Linked DNA regions of Mus musculus: regions 1 and 3 are each linked to region 2. A link is a contact called in public Hi-C data. All regions are on one chromosome and are shown on one strand. The core of a region is the stretch at or near the end of the contact, and the rest is flanking DNA. Distances in the headings are between cores, read along the strand shown.

The links. A called contact is a pair of places that touch in the nucleus more often than the background predicts.
Region 1: a Hi-C map of uterus shows a contact between it and region 2, with 6 times the contacts expected there. The contact joins two enhancer-like sites. A contact is called at or near these places in 2 of 39 promoter capture datasets (cranial neural crest and liver), 2 of 484 Hi-C or Micro-C datasets (both in uterus), 2 of 115 datasets of contacts at active chromatin or transcription factors (bone marrow-derived macrophages and embryonic stem cells) and 1 of 9 other capture datasets (embryonic stem cells).
Region 3: a Hi-C map of uterus shows a contact between it and region 2, with 2.7 times the contacts expected there. The contact joins two enhancer-like sites. A contact is called at or near these places in 2 of 39 promoter capture datasets (hippocampal neurons and liver), 1 of 484 Hi-C or Micro-C datasets (uterus) and 2 of 9 other capture datasets (adipose tissue and liver).

What each region holds. Positions count from the first base shown.
Region 1 is chr2:144,235,873-144,240,962 of GRCm38.p6, forward strand. No RefSeq gene overlaps it. Among named protein-coding and RNA genes, the nearest start is that of Gm26165, 23 kb to the right of the region's middle. Within about 2 kb of position 2,644, at least 65 of the 459 cell types and tissues checked have an H3K27ac peak or open chromatin away from gene starts, as enhancers often do. A contact at or near this core is called in uterus, where this site is marked.
Region 2 is chr2:144,051,594-144,055,934 of GRCm38.p6, forward strand. The region is part of intron 1 of Banf2 (BANF family member 2); the gene reads left to right. Among named protein-coding and RNA genes, the nearest start is that of Banf2, 21 kb to the left of the region's middle. Within about 2 kb of position 1,253, at least 47 of the 459 cell types and tissues checked have an H3K27ac peak or open chromatin away from gene starts, as enhancers often do. A contact at or near this core is called in uterus, where this site is marked.
Region 3 is chr2:143,874,671-143,879,595 of GRCm38.p6, forward strand. It overlaps a transcript of Bfsp1 not described here. Among named protein-coding and RNA genes, the nearest start is that of Gm33648, 14 kb to the left of the region's middle. Within about 2 kb of position 1,716, at least 20 of the 459 cell types and tissues checked have an H3K27ac peak or open chromatin away from gene starts, as enhancers often do. A contact at or near this core is called in uterus, where this site is marked.

The sequences.
Region 1 (5,090 bases), core at 1,394-3,893, 190 kb after region 2:
CTGGCCTCCTGAGAGTTCATTTTACATGTCAGTCTTATTGAGCTGTGAGCTGCCCAGACAGCTGCTGGCAAAAGGACCAAGAGGAGCTGTTAACCAGACTCCTAGACTCTCAAGGTCAGGTGGGGTCAGGAAAGCGGTCTACATGGCCCCCGCCCCCAGTTCGCCAGTAAGCCTGAGCTCCCATGGACCATAGTGATGATGCATTTGACTACACAGCCTCCTCAGCTTCACCTCTGTTGTTTTAATTCCCCACAAGCCCCTCTGTACCCCTTCCATATAATAAGCATAAAGTGTGTGCATCTGAATTCTTGTCACAAGGTTAACTTCTGGGACAAGAGACTTCCCTCTGTTCTCACGGTGTGGTTGAAATCTTGGCACTGTTCTGTATGCAGGCAGAAGGAGCCACGGGTCTGTTTGAGTGGGTATTCCGGCGCTTTTCCACTCACGATGCTTATGTACAGACTTTAAAGTAAAAAGGACTTACACAATAAAACATGGAGACTAGGTATGTAACTCAGAGGTGAAGCCTTGGCTCCTGTCTAGTTTAATGGCTCCCAACAGACCCATAACTTCCAGCCTCTGATTTTCAAAGATGCCAGCCCAATACACCAAACAGCTAACCGATGTGTTGAGCAGCTTAGAGGCTGAGCGCCATATTCTCTGTCAAGTGAATAACCTGGAAAGAATGGTCTAAAAATGAACTCAGCCACATTTGTAGCAAATCCTAGGGCATTGCATGTCTAAAGAATGCAAAGCCCCAGGGGAGGCTCCCAGGGGTTGGGTCTAGGGAGAGATGAACAAGAAAACAAATGACAACATCACACCTTAACCCACAGAATAAAACACATAGGCATGAGTTCATCCTGAGGACCATTAATATTTGGCTAGATAAATTGCTAGAGAAGTGACAGCTCTTCTTTGGGATGGAAATTCAATCAGCCAATGCGGGAGGAGGGTGGAGGGGAGGGAAAATTGACATTAGGCAAATCACAGTGGCTGGAGGCAGGAAGAAAAGCGATTTGCAAAGCCCCAGGTTATCTCTCCTGAGTGACTGCTGGCAGCAGTGGCCAGGGCAGAGGGCAGGTAGAAACCCGACACAGAAGCAGCCTCGAGGAGAGCACCTGACCAGGAAACAAGCCTATCAACACAGAAGTGCCACACCAATGCCTGCCTTGTGGTGCACTGCACATCCATAATGCATGACCAGGATGCAGGTACCCGATGAAGGAGATCGGAGCAGAGGATGTGCGGAAATCAATCTCTTCTGTCTGGAGGCATCTGGATCCTAAAGGTACCAAAATGACAAAGGCATGGCTGCAAGTGACAGGAGACCAGAGACAAAAATAACTACATTGCAAAGGTAGACTCTGACATGGACTCAGGTGAAAGAAAAGGATGGTAAGTGAGAAAAATGGTCCAAGGTTTGACTAAGGACATCACACCAAGGATCCTTTCCTGGATCTCAACATATTCCTGTCATTTTGTGTGGCTAGGAGGCTAACGGAGGGGTGTGGTAAATGTTACACTGTTCTTCCTGCTGCTGCTTCTTTTTCTTCTTCTCTCCACTTCCTCCTCCTCTTCCTCCTCCTCGACTTCTTCTTCCTCTTCTTCCTCTTTTCTTTTTGTTTTTGTTTTTTTTTTTTTTTTGGTTTTTTTGTTTTTGTTTTGTTTTTTTGAGACAGGGTTTCTCTGTATAGCCCTGGCTGTCCTGGAACTCACTTTGTAGACCAGGCTGGCCTCGAACTCAGAAATCCACCTGCCTCTGCCTCCCGAATGCTGGGATTAACGGTGTGCGCCACCACGCCTGGCTTCCTCTTTTTTTTTTTTTTTTTTTAATGTATGTTTATTTTTAGTTTTTCAAGACACAATTTCTCTGTATAGCTCTGACTGGCTATCCTGAAACTCACTCTGTAGAGCAGGCTGGCCTCAAACTCAGAGATCTACTTGCCTCTGCCCCCCAGCAATGGGATTAAAGATGTGCACCACTGCCCAGCTATCTTTCTTTAAAAGATTTATTTATTTATGCGTATGTATATAATCTGTGTTCAAGTGTCTGTGGAGGCCAAAAGAGGACACCTGATCCCCTGGAGCTAAAGTTACAGGCCTTCATGAACCACCACATGGATGCTGGGAATAGACCCTGGTTCCTGTAAAACCGCAAGCACTCAGCCTCGGAGCCATCTCTCCAGGCCCAGGGATAGAATCCAGGGTCTTGCCCATGTTAGGCAAAGGTTCTACAACTGAGCTACATCTCCAACCTTCTTCTGACTTCTTTTACTACTATTTTTTTCCAGAGTACAAATTTAATAGAAATGAAAAGAGGGAGAAGAGCCAACAGCCATGTCCCAGTTTTCCAGCAGTGTCTCACTGTTTGTGTTGAACGGTGCTTGACACCAGGGCAACAGAGCTCAAAATATTTTGAATGTGGGAGAGAAGAGGTCAGAACTGAAGCGTTTTCTCTTTCAGATCTCTCCCTGAGCTTTGGAAGAGGAAAACTCATAAAATCCCAGCTGAATAGATGGAGCAGCAAACATGCTGAGGACTGGCCTGGGGCCTGTCATTCACTTAATCAACAGCAAGGGTGACTCCACTGTCCTGGGTCAGGCTGCATCACGGCATCAGCCAGCATCCCAGAGTCAAACAACAGCAGGCTCTGGTTCACAGGCGGTGATACGCGCATCTGTTGGAACTGCACATCCACACCACAGCCTCTCTGCAGCTTGTTCAGATTTGGATCCAGAGCCTGTCCTGCAGCCAGCAGTGTCCCTGGGGCTGTTAGGCATATTCTGAGAACCTCTATTCTAGGCCACATGGCCGGAGTTGGGCGACTCAGGCTTTTTCCACTCACAATTCCTTTAGCTTTGGGGGAAAAAAAAAACCCAGAAGTCAAGGGTTGGGTATTGGGGTGTGGAGCTGGATAGCTGGATCAACAGTTAAGATGCTTTTCATGACCTCCAGAACTCCTGCATGCACATAATATAGACTGTATGCACATATATTACACTCAGGCACACACATAAAATAAAATTAATATTCTTAAAATTATTTAAAAAACAATCCAAGTCAGGCATGGAGGCACTCAACTTTAATCCCAATACTCGGGAAGCAGAGGCAGGTAGATATGAGTTTGAGTCTAGCCTGAGTCCAGCCAAGGCTACACAGTAAGACCCTACATCAAGATAGATAGATAGATAGATAGATAGATAGATAGATAGATAGATAGATAGATAGATAGATACATACATACATACATACATACATACATACAAGATAGGTAGATAGATAGATAGATAGATAGATAGATAGATAGATAGATAGATAGATAGATAGATAGATAGAAGATAGATAGACAGACAGACAGACAGTCTGGAAAGACAGGCCTGCTTTGAAGTCCCCCTGCAGAGTGCAGATAACTCCCCAAATACCCATCAGGAAACAGTTCCAAGACAAGAAGGGCAACCATGTTTGCCCCTGCCCTTTACACAGTCATCAAGCTGTTTGAGGCCAGAAGAGAAATAAATATTAACAAAAGGAGAAATAGCCTACTGGAAAGGACTGAATCCTTTTAAAGGGTGTCTAAAGGGTGTCCCAGGAGAACCCAGAAGAAACTTGACGTCTGAGTAGCACCCCAGGGACCTCTCTCTTTCTGACACCTGCAGTGCCTTTGGATGCCACTTTAGTCCCCTGAGGATTTAGAGTCAGGCCTCTAGATACTGAGCTGCTACTGCCAGGCAAAGGTACCCAGAATCTCTAGGGATTGCTGTGGTGAGAAGTCCCCGGGATAAACCTGTTCTGCTACAGCAGTGTGTCCCTCCACCCACAGACCCTGCCTCAGTCAGGAGGCCTCAGGGTTCTCATCAGAAGCCCCAGGCTGCTGAGTCAGAAGATATATTCCTGAGTGTCCCTACCCGACTCAACGTGCTTCAGATGCACCCCAGAAGAAGCAGTTTCCCAAATGCCTTCTTGATTAGGAGGTTTCTAGGCCCATTAACAGTGGGGTTAGGAAAGGGGGCCAGGGTATAGAGAAAGAGGGGGCCAGAATATTCTGTAGTTCCCCAAGCTGTGAGGGGCAGTGGGCTGGCTCAGGGCTAGTGTCCCAGCTGCTCTGTGGCCTCACACACCCAGGACAAAGGGAAACAGAACTGCTTCTATCTTGGGGTGCAAGCCCTCTCTGCTTGGGTGCCCCATTCACTTCTGCAAAGTCTCTTTCCAGAACTGGGAATGGGGTCTGCTCACCTAAGTGTTACTATACACCGAGTCTGTCCCAGCCCAGCCCAGCCCAGCCCAGTGGCCAGCACACAGTGGTCACCAGAGGACACAGAAGACTGAGGAAGGTCCCCAAGAATCTCTTCAGGATGTCAGCCCTGCCCTTCGCCACTCTGGCCTCTGCAGCATCTCATCAACCCACCCCTCTCTGCAACTGTGACACAGCAGAAGCACATCCTGTGTCCACAGGCCCAGCACAGGCAGCCTCTTGAGGGCCTGATGGGTGACACATCTTTCTAGGGAAGAATGCTTTGGGCCAGGCTAAATGCTCTGACCTCACCTGTGTGCAGTGGGTGACATGGGTACCACCAGAAGGGCAGGAACTGGGAATAAAGGAGAGGGTACCCTGTGGGGGAATCAGTGGGTTGTCCCCTCAAGCAGGACAACAGCTGAGTCAGCTATTCCAGCCTTGGCCCACTTCAGGCCTCACACCTCCGCCCACAATATAAGTTGGCCACTCTCATAACCAGAAAGCTCTCTGGAACCCAGTCAATGCTCCCCCCTCTATCCTATTTACCACACTGTAACTCTGCCTCATGGTTCTCAGATAGCTCTGAGGGTCTGCTGGCTGCTCTCATGACTCCCACAGCTAAGTCAAACCCTAACCACTTCCAGCTGTGCACAACTGGTCCTGAACTCTCATTTCTTCATATATGCTATATTTATATTATGGATTCCACAGAAACTCATCCCCCATGCCAGCTGCCTGACAACTGCCCTTCCCTGCATACTGAACAACCTCTACTCAATCCCTGAAATACATTCCCATTATCCCACTCTGTAAAACAGCAGGGTGGGCAAAAAATGGTTTTTTTTTTTTTCAG
Region 2 (4,341 bases), core at 3-2,502:
CTGTCAACTTGATGAGATTTATAATCACCAGGGAAACAAACCTCTGGGTGTTTCTGCGATTAGGTTATCTGAGCTAGGAAGACCCATCCTAAACGTTGGTAATGGGCCTCCCATGCGCTGGTGTCTTAGACCAAGTAAAGTGCACTAAGCAGGGGTATCCACCCTCTCTGTTTCCTGACTGCTGATACGATGCGACAGCTGTCTCAAGCTCCTGTCACCATGAAAAACTTCACTCTTGAACCGTGAGCCCAAAACTAGCCCCTCTTTTCTGAGTTGTTTCTTTTCAAATATTTTTATCACATCAACAAGGCATCTAATACACAGGGTCTCTCATTGAACCTGAAGCTCTCTCCTTGGCTGTAATGAGTGGCTAGTGAGTCCCAGCGAACCTCTTGTGATAGCCTTCCCAGGGCAGGCATCATAGGTATGTGTCACCACCCTGACCTTTTTACGTGGTTACTGGGGACGCAGACCCATGGGGACATGGCATGCACTTTAGCAACTGAGCTGTCTCCCTGCTCCAATGCTAAACAGTCATCAATATGCTGGTCTATGCTGCAAACATTGCACCGAGTTATGGGATGACTCTAGGTCATAGGGAGTGTCAACTCCATTGTAATCCCAGGCCCTTGTCATCCATAATGTCCACTGATGACTAAAATGACCTAGTACATAATTGTACAATCTGATTCTGAATGTGTGGAGGGAGATTTATGGCCATGGATGAGACTGGGCATAGGCAGGCTTTGAGAGCCATTAATTATTCCTGGGAACTTTTGCAGGTGCCTTGGCTACACACTACCTTGGTGTAGATCTGTAGGACTTATTCACCATTGGAGAAGTGGGTAGAAGTTTTGAGGCATTCCGACATTTTTAATATTAGGAAGGCAATATAATCTGGTGCCTGTTCTGTGTCTCCCAGACATTCCCAGTGGCGTCTGGCCCAGCACCCTGTAAACAAACCCATTAATATTCTCTTGATGAAATGTATAAATACTCACACCAAATGGGATAATAGGAACTATAAATAGCCTCATGTCCATTCAGGCCAGGGTTGGCTCCTAAGCAGGTGCTCCTTGCCAAAAAAATAAAATAAAATAAAAAGAAGAAAATAGATCACTCTGGTTTTTAGAGCAGTTTGGATTGGAAACTGGTAGAACAGAGCCTGTTTGAGCTTCGTGCCATCTGAAGACTGTAAATGAACAGAGGCCCAGCGTGGCAAGGATCCAGCAAGCAGAGCTCCAATACGCCTAGCATTCTGGTTTGATGAAGCACAGATGATTGGCTCATGCTTAGTGAACTGGCTATGGGCAGAGCTTGGGCCAAACTCAGGGCTCCTCCCTCCAGCCCAGCCACTCCAGCGGGACTTAGCGGTCATCTTCAGAAACAAAGTCTGAAGTTTCCGGCCTTTACTTGTATCCACTTTTCAGAGCCTCAAGGTTGGGAGCCCTTCCTTACCCTTGGTGATGTTAGTTTCACTGGGTCCTACGATGGGCCTGTGGAGAAGCCTTAGCTGGAGGCCCTGTCCAACAAGTTCATCGATTACGTTGTTAAGTGTGGATGATGCTCACTGAACCCCTGGGGCTGGTTGAATTTACTTGGTCATCGCTGGCAGACCCAGCGTCAAGACAAAGATCTACTGTAGAAGGAATATTTGGAAGCCATCAGAGGACTAGCAGAGGAATAAGAGATCTCGCTTTCCACTGTGGAAAGAAAACTTAGGGTAAGGACAGCAAATGCCACCTCGGTATTTGAAAGGTGAACATCACAGGTCATAGATAGTGACTTTCTCTGTTTCCAAGGTCTAGGCCATGGAACCAATGCCCCACCCCAGGTCTCTGTTGAATGAATTGAGTGAGCTAGTAAGTGAACTTTGGAGGTCTATTATGTAGAGTCCTTTGCTGAATAACTAATGTCATCCCCAAAAGTGGGCAATACTTTGATTTTTTTTTCCCTAAGATAATTGAGAATTCCAAGGGTGGATGCCTTCAGGCATGGCTGAAACCAGCATGCCAGTGAGCACTTGGGAATCTGTCCCTTCTTCCTCCCAAGACTGCTGTCCTTGTCACGTGGGGTCTTTACTGCTGGCTTCACGATACTGCAGTGAGAAGTGTGTGCCTTGGACATAGTCCTTGAGCTGACTATACAAAATGCAGTCATCTGGGAGCTCTGGGAAGCCACGAGGATGGTGCTTCCTTCTGTTGTGTGAAGGCAGCCTTGCCATGCCTCCCGAGACTCTGAGCACCTCATATTCAGACCCCAGCATCCAGAAAATAGTGTATAGCCTGTCCTCATTAGCCTCGACTGCCAACATGACACAGCCTAGGATCAACTGAAAGGAGTTGAGTAAGTGGCTTTATTTGGTTGGTCTGAGGACAGTGTCTGTAATGGAATAGTCTGGCTTTACTAAAAGGTTCCCACCCACTGTGGGAGGAGCAGTTTTCCTAGGAAGGGTGTGGTCTTGGGCTGCCTAAGAAAGCTAGCCAGAAACAAGCAGAAAGCAGCATCCTTTATCCTGTCCAGACCTCTTTCAAGGATGTCCTGGAACCCGGAGCTGGCAACCAAAGGAACACTTTCCTCCCCAAGTGACTCTAAGTCGGAGTGATTTCTCTCAGCAATAAAATGAAGTGAAAACATCACCCCTCCTTTCATCCTTTCTCCATGAGAGCCTGACTATGGGAAGGAAGAAGCCATAGCTTGAAGAGTGGAGATAAGGGTCTAGAGCCCCAGGAAGCAGTGACTGGCTGCCAGCTTTCCCTCAGACTCCAGTGGAGGGGGCGCGGGAGAGCCCCCAAGCTCCAGGTCAACTGCATCAGGGGTCACTCCTGCGGCTCCCATTCCCACATTTCCTTCTTGAAGGCTATAGGCCCTGCACTGTTCTGTGGTAGAGACTGGATATAATGTCTCTAATGTGCTTGCCTTAGGAGAGTTCACATTCTTCACAACTTCGAGCTCTCTCTCTCTCTCTCTCTCTCTCTCTCTCTCTCTCTCTCTGTGTGTGTGTGTGTGTGTGTGTGTGTGTGTGTGTGTGTCCGTCCCTCCCTCCTCTTTTTTCTGGACAGTAAACTTAGGGCCTCCCATATGCTCGTTCAGCAAGGATTCTATCACTTAGCTAGGTTCTCAGTCCTACTTTGCTTGTTATTTCACGACAATAGCCTTATTGAGTTATTCAGTGGGCCTTGAGTTTGTGATCCTCCTACCTCAGCCTTCAGAGTAGCTGAGATGGACAGCCCTGAGCTATCAGGCCCTGAATCTTTGAGACCTTATTATATACTAACACTGCATTCAATAAAGAGTAGAGCTGGTCATGATGAAGCATGCTTGTGGCCCCAGCACTCAGAGACTAAGGTAGGAGGATGGAGAGTTTGATGACAGCCCAAGGTGGGTTACTTAGCTACCTAGCAAGGTGGGTCCTGTCTCAAGAAAAAGAAGAGGGCAGGGGTTCGGGGAGGGGGGGGAAGAAGGAACAAGAAAGGGGGGGGGGGAAAGGAGGAAGGAAGGAGGGAGGGAGGGAGGGAAGGAAGGAATGGTGAACGTGGATAGGAGCAGTGAGCATGCACACTCTGAATAAATGAATTTAAAATATTAAATTAATAAAAAGAAGTATGGAAAATGAAGTCATTGAGCAAAGGAATTAACCAGAACAGCAGGGTGAGGATGCTGATCCGGGCTCCCTGTGTTATCCAGTCATCAGATTTATTGCTAGTGGCCCATACAGAGCACTTTTGAACTCTATTATTATTATTATTTTATTTTTTAATTTTTAACATATGTAAGTTGTGAACTCTTTTTATCATAAAGGTATAATGCACCTATTTAGAAAGGTACACTCTTTTTCCTGGTACTAAATTCCATAAGAAATATACTGTGCACAGTATTTTTGCACTATTCTCTCAGTTTCATGCATACTTGCAAAGTACTTTGATCATACCCTCCCCATTAACTGTTCTTATTCCCCCACTCTATTCCCTCCCACCAATGTCCCCCAAAATTCCCTGTCATTTCTTCTTCCTTCCCCACATTGCACTTTATTAGCATTGCTTGCATGAGCACGGGTGAGAGAACTGTTTGCTTCAGTAAGGACAACAACCACTACTGAGGACTATGACGCCCCTTCCCCAGCAACCATGAACTTGTCTGTGGCTCCTCAGGGAGGGGAGGGATCTTACACCCTTCCCTCTCATCAGAGTGGGATGGGTCTTACAAGGTCAAATGGGAAGTTCAAGTTTTACTATCTCAGTCCCCTGGTCTGGGCAATACCATAGGGGCCAACAACAATCATGAAAATAAGATAATCTCTCACTCTTTGGAGAGTAAATCCTCATAAGGATGATTTTTATC
Region 3 (4,925 bases), core at 466-2,965, 180 kb before region 2:
TGAGGCTGTGCACCATAGGAACTGACAAAGCCTGCAGTGAGGGTGTTTACACCATAGGGACTGACAAAGCCTAGCCTGCAGTGAGGGTGTTTACACCATAGGGACTGACAAAGCCTAGCCTGTAGTGAGGGTGTTTACACCATAGGAACTGACAAAGCCTGCAGTGAGGGTGTTTACACCATAGGGACTGACAAAGCCTGGCCTGCAGTGAGGGTGTTTACACCATAGGAACTGACAAAGCCTGCAGTGAGGGTGTTTACACCATAGGAACTGATAAAGCCTGCAAGTAAAGATGTCTTCTTATTGGCAAGTGAACTGTTAAAATTATAATTATTTACTGTTTTCACAAAAATTATAACTATTTACTGTTTTTATATTACTTAAATAATGTTAATTCCTGATGACTGAAACTTCTAGGAAAAAGAAAAAGAAGAAAACCTGCTGGCACACTTTGCCCAGCCTCTGTGAGCACAAAGAAAGAAGTTGGACTTCCTGAGCATATTAATTTAACTGATGCTGAAATTTTAAAATCCTAATTTTAAAACTTAGATGAAGAAATCCTGAGATGGTTTAGTGGGTAAGGGCCCTTGCCATGAAAACCTTACTGCCTGAGTCAGGGCACCAGAGTCCATGCTAGAGAAAGAGAGAGGGAGGGAGGAGGGAGGGTGAGGAGGAGGAAAGAAGAAGAGAGGGGGAGAGGGAAGGGGAAGGAGAGGGAGAGGGGAAGGGGAGGGAGAGGGGAAGGAAGGAAGAAGAGAGGGGGAGAGGGAGGGAGATAAGGAAAGAAGGAAGGAAAGAAGGAAGGAAGAAAGAAAAGAAAGAGAAAGAAAGAAAAAGAAAGAAAGAGAGGGGGGAGGGAGGGAGGGAGGGAGGAAGGGAGGGAGGGAGGGAGGGAGGGAGTGAGGGAGGGAGGGAGGGAGGGAGGGAGGGAGGGAGGAAGGGAGGGAGGGAGGGAGAGCAGAGAATCTTCTATAAGCTAACTAGCTAGTCACTTTGAGTACACAGAGCAGCAGAAACAACGAAAAGGCCCTGCCTCAGAGGGTGGGTGAGAACCAAAACCCAAATGCTGTCCTCTGACGTCCACATGTCCACCATGGTACTTCTACACCTCAGATTCACATACATTCACACACGCGCACACACACCAGTAATCAGCGAAATTCACACACACACATCAATAATCAGAGAAAAAAAAACTTTAAAATCTCAAACTAAAATTAGAGCCTGTGACTCAGGAGTTTGGTTCTTGTTTTACATTGGCTCAAAAGTTCCTGAAAATTAATTTATGATAAATTGCCTTATAAAGTTAAAATGCCTTTCAATATTTTATAGGGCATTTTCAAAACCTGGTGAAGTCAGCCAGTAAACTAAGTCTGACTCTACAGAGAGAGAGAAAGAGATGATCTCAAAATAGTCTAAGCCCAGCTGGAAAAATTCTGTCTGTATTTTTTGTGCAAAGGGAGACACAACTCCTGGCTAGTCTCAAGATCTTTTTCCCCTGAAATAATAACTGACCCTCGGTTCTGTTGGTTTTGGCCACATCTTCTTTCAAAACAGAAATTTTGTAACTGCAATGACCTAACTTGGGAAACAACTTTATAACATTTTCTAGGAACCACAAAACATTTGTTTTCCTGTTTTTGGAACAACAGGGGAGGTAAGAGCAGAGGATAATATTTTACATTGTAACAAAAGAAGAAAAAAAAAAGCCTGACAAGGTCAGCTGCTAGAAGAACATTCCAGTTCAAATAAGGGTCACCCAGGGTCCATGAAATGTTGTCTTTCAAACTAGAAATGAACACGCCACACCCAGTGTCTGGTCAGCTAGAAGCCTATATCGGTTCAACTAGTTACTGCAACCGAAACGGTGCCGTTTACTTACCATATAATAAATTTTAAACTGGGCAACTAGCTTTGACAAAGTCAGCAAGAACATACATCTGCAAAAATATCACCAGATACTCTAAACAACGAGGCTAAGCGGCCTCCCTGGCCTGCAAAGCTAGACTTGTACTGAAGAACAGCTCAGACAGGAAAAGCGAACACCACTGAACAGTCAGAAACAACAGTCAGAAACAGTCAGAAACAGTCAGTCAGAAACAGAAAAAGGAAAGCCTCTTGCATGTGACTCTGATTTCAGCTGGATGAGAGCAGGCCATGGCATTCACATCACATTATGCAATATTATTGCTGGGAGATCACAAAGAAAAATCTATAAACTCATCTATCAGCAAACCCCGATAGGCAAAATGTTCTCCAAAGCCTATAAAAAAATGAACCAGGGAAGATATTTGAAGTAATTCGATGTGCTGTAGCAAAGGGCATATGTAATTAAAGCCACGAGCACTTGAGTTAGCTCATTGAGGTTTAAAGCCTTCATGATTTGTTACTAACGCTTAAGATCTCTGAGCTTTATGGACCTTGGCTGAAAATTGAGAATAACACTAGTGTCCAAAGAGTTACTGTGAGGGCTAAATGATGTACTTAGGACAGTGTCTGGCACATGATGAGTCCTTAATAGACATCAGACATTATTTTTACAAGTAGCCTGATTTATTTTAACATTGGTCTTAGTTTGGAGTTCCTCAGAAGCTGACCTTGAAGCAAGAATTCAAATACAGGTCATGTATCTGGGACAAGAGCCAGGAAAGAAAGGGGAAATGAGGCCTGAAAGAGAAGATGGGCCCTGATGGGACTGTGGCCATAGTGCCACTGTGGGCAACCCTTGCCCCACTGAGCTCTAGGGGACAGACAAAAGACATAGAGCAGAGCCAGCCCAGGAAAAGACTTTGGATGCTGACAGTAGACAACTCTGCCACCTGTCAGGATAGAAATGCTCTGCTGGTGAAGGCAGAATACTCAAAGCACAGGAAACAGCAGGTGGTGCTGAGGAGGCAGCCTTCAGTGTGGAGAGGTAACTACCAAAGGCATGCAGGAGCCCCGCTGAAGTTCCTGCATAAAGTGATGTGGAGAGATTAAAATGGAGAAAGAAAAGTCCCACTGCCCAGTGATATCACAGCTGTCACAGTAATGCGTTCCTTATGTTTCTGTGCAACACAGGTGTGAGCATGCCTCCAGCTTTGCCAGGTATGGTAAAAAGTATGGTATCATAATTGCAGAGTCTACAATACTCGTTAACAATAATAAGTGACTGAAAAGAGAAATGAAAGAAAGAAAGAAAGAAAGAAAGAGAGAGAGAGAGAGAGAGAGAGAGAGAGAGAGAGAGAGAGAAAGAAAGAAAGAAAGAAAGAAAGAAAGAAAGAAAGAAAGAAAGAAAGAAAGAAAGAAAGATCTACATGTCACCCACCTTCTGGCAACCCAAGACCTTGCAGCTCCAGGGGCAGCACAAACCCCCTCCAAAGAGCGTGCCCAGAAGGAACACACTTGAGCACTAGGCTGTCATCAAATCCCCTTGACCACGGAGTCGGCTGGGAGGAAGACAAGACAGCAGTACGCTGGTGTTTACTGTGGGTGTCCAGTCCAGCAAGCACCAGATCAAACAGGCTGTGAAGCCTCTATGACACTGATGTAGTCAAAGTCAATACCCTGCTAAGACCCGATGGAGAGAAGAAGGCCTGGCTGGATGTTGACAACAAAACTGGGATTGTCCTAAACTGACCCCAGCTGGCTACTTTTAAACAGACACTTTTTCGCCATTAAAAAAAAAGAAAGAAAAGAAAATGCATCATAAAGGTGTATGAAATTTTCAAGGGACAAATAAAAACACTTTTTAGAAATATTCAGAAAGCAGACTGGAGCTATGGCTCAGTGGTTAAGAGCGCTGTCTGTTCATCCAAAGGTCCTGAGTTCAAATCCCAGCAACCACATGGTAGCTCACAACCATCTGTAATGAGATCTGGCACCCTCTTCTGGTGTGTCTGAAGACAGCGACAGTGCACTCATATACATAAAAGATATAAATCTTTAAAAAATATATTCAGAAAACAAAACTTCATCTTTCCAGGTGGGTGGGGTAAAGAGACTAGAAATGTAGTTTAGTGTAGAGTTCTTGCCCAACATGTTCAAGGCCCCGAGTTCTATCTCCAGCACTGAAAAAAAATTTTTTTGAAGGGTATGACAGTACATGCCCCTAATCCTAGGATTCTGGAGGCTGGAGCAAAAGTAGGGGCTGGCAAGATGTCTCAGTTGTTTAGAATAATCATCTTACAGAGGATCCAAGTTCAATTCCTAGTACCCACACAGTGGCTCACAACTCCATTTCCAAGAGATCTACCATCCTCTTCTGACCTCTGTGTGTACCAGGCACATACATGGCACACATATATACATGTGAGCAAAACACTCCTCCACATAAAGTAAAGTAAATAAATAAACCTAAAACAAATTTTAAAAACCTATCCTTACTTACTGTGAATCAGTATGCTAGGCTGGTAAAAGATTGCCTAATTTCCTCTTGTACTTGACTTAATCATGAACCCAGAGCAACAAATACTAGATAGATGATAAGTAGATAGATAATAGATAGATGGATGGATAGATAGATGGATGGATAGATAGATAGATGGATAGATAGATAGATAGATAGATAGATAGATAGATAGATAGATGCATGCGCACACACACACACACACACACACAACTTGAATGAGAAGTTTCCCCCGTAGGTCTCCATTTTGAACACTCTGTTCTCAGTAGCAGTGTCTGGGGAGATTTGGGCTGTGCACCTTTGCTGGAGGAAGCACTGGAGGTGAGGTTTTGAGAGGGCAAAGCCTCCAAACACGTTCCCTTTTCTCTCTGCTCTGTGCTTTTGTGTGGAGATGCCTGCTCTCAGCTTCTCACTCCTGCCCTCATGCCTGGCTCTGCTACTGTGCCCCACTGCCGTGATGGACTCTGAACCCTCTACTACCATGAGCCAAAATAAACTCTTCCGTACGCTGCTTTTGGTCGTGGTATTTTCCCACAGC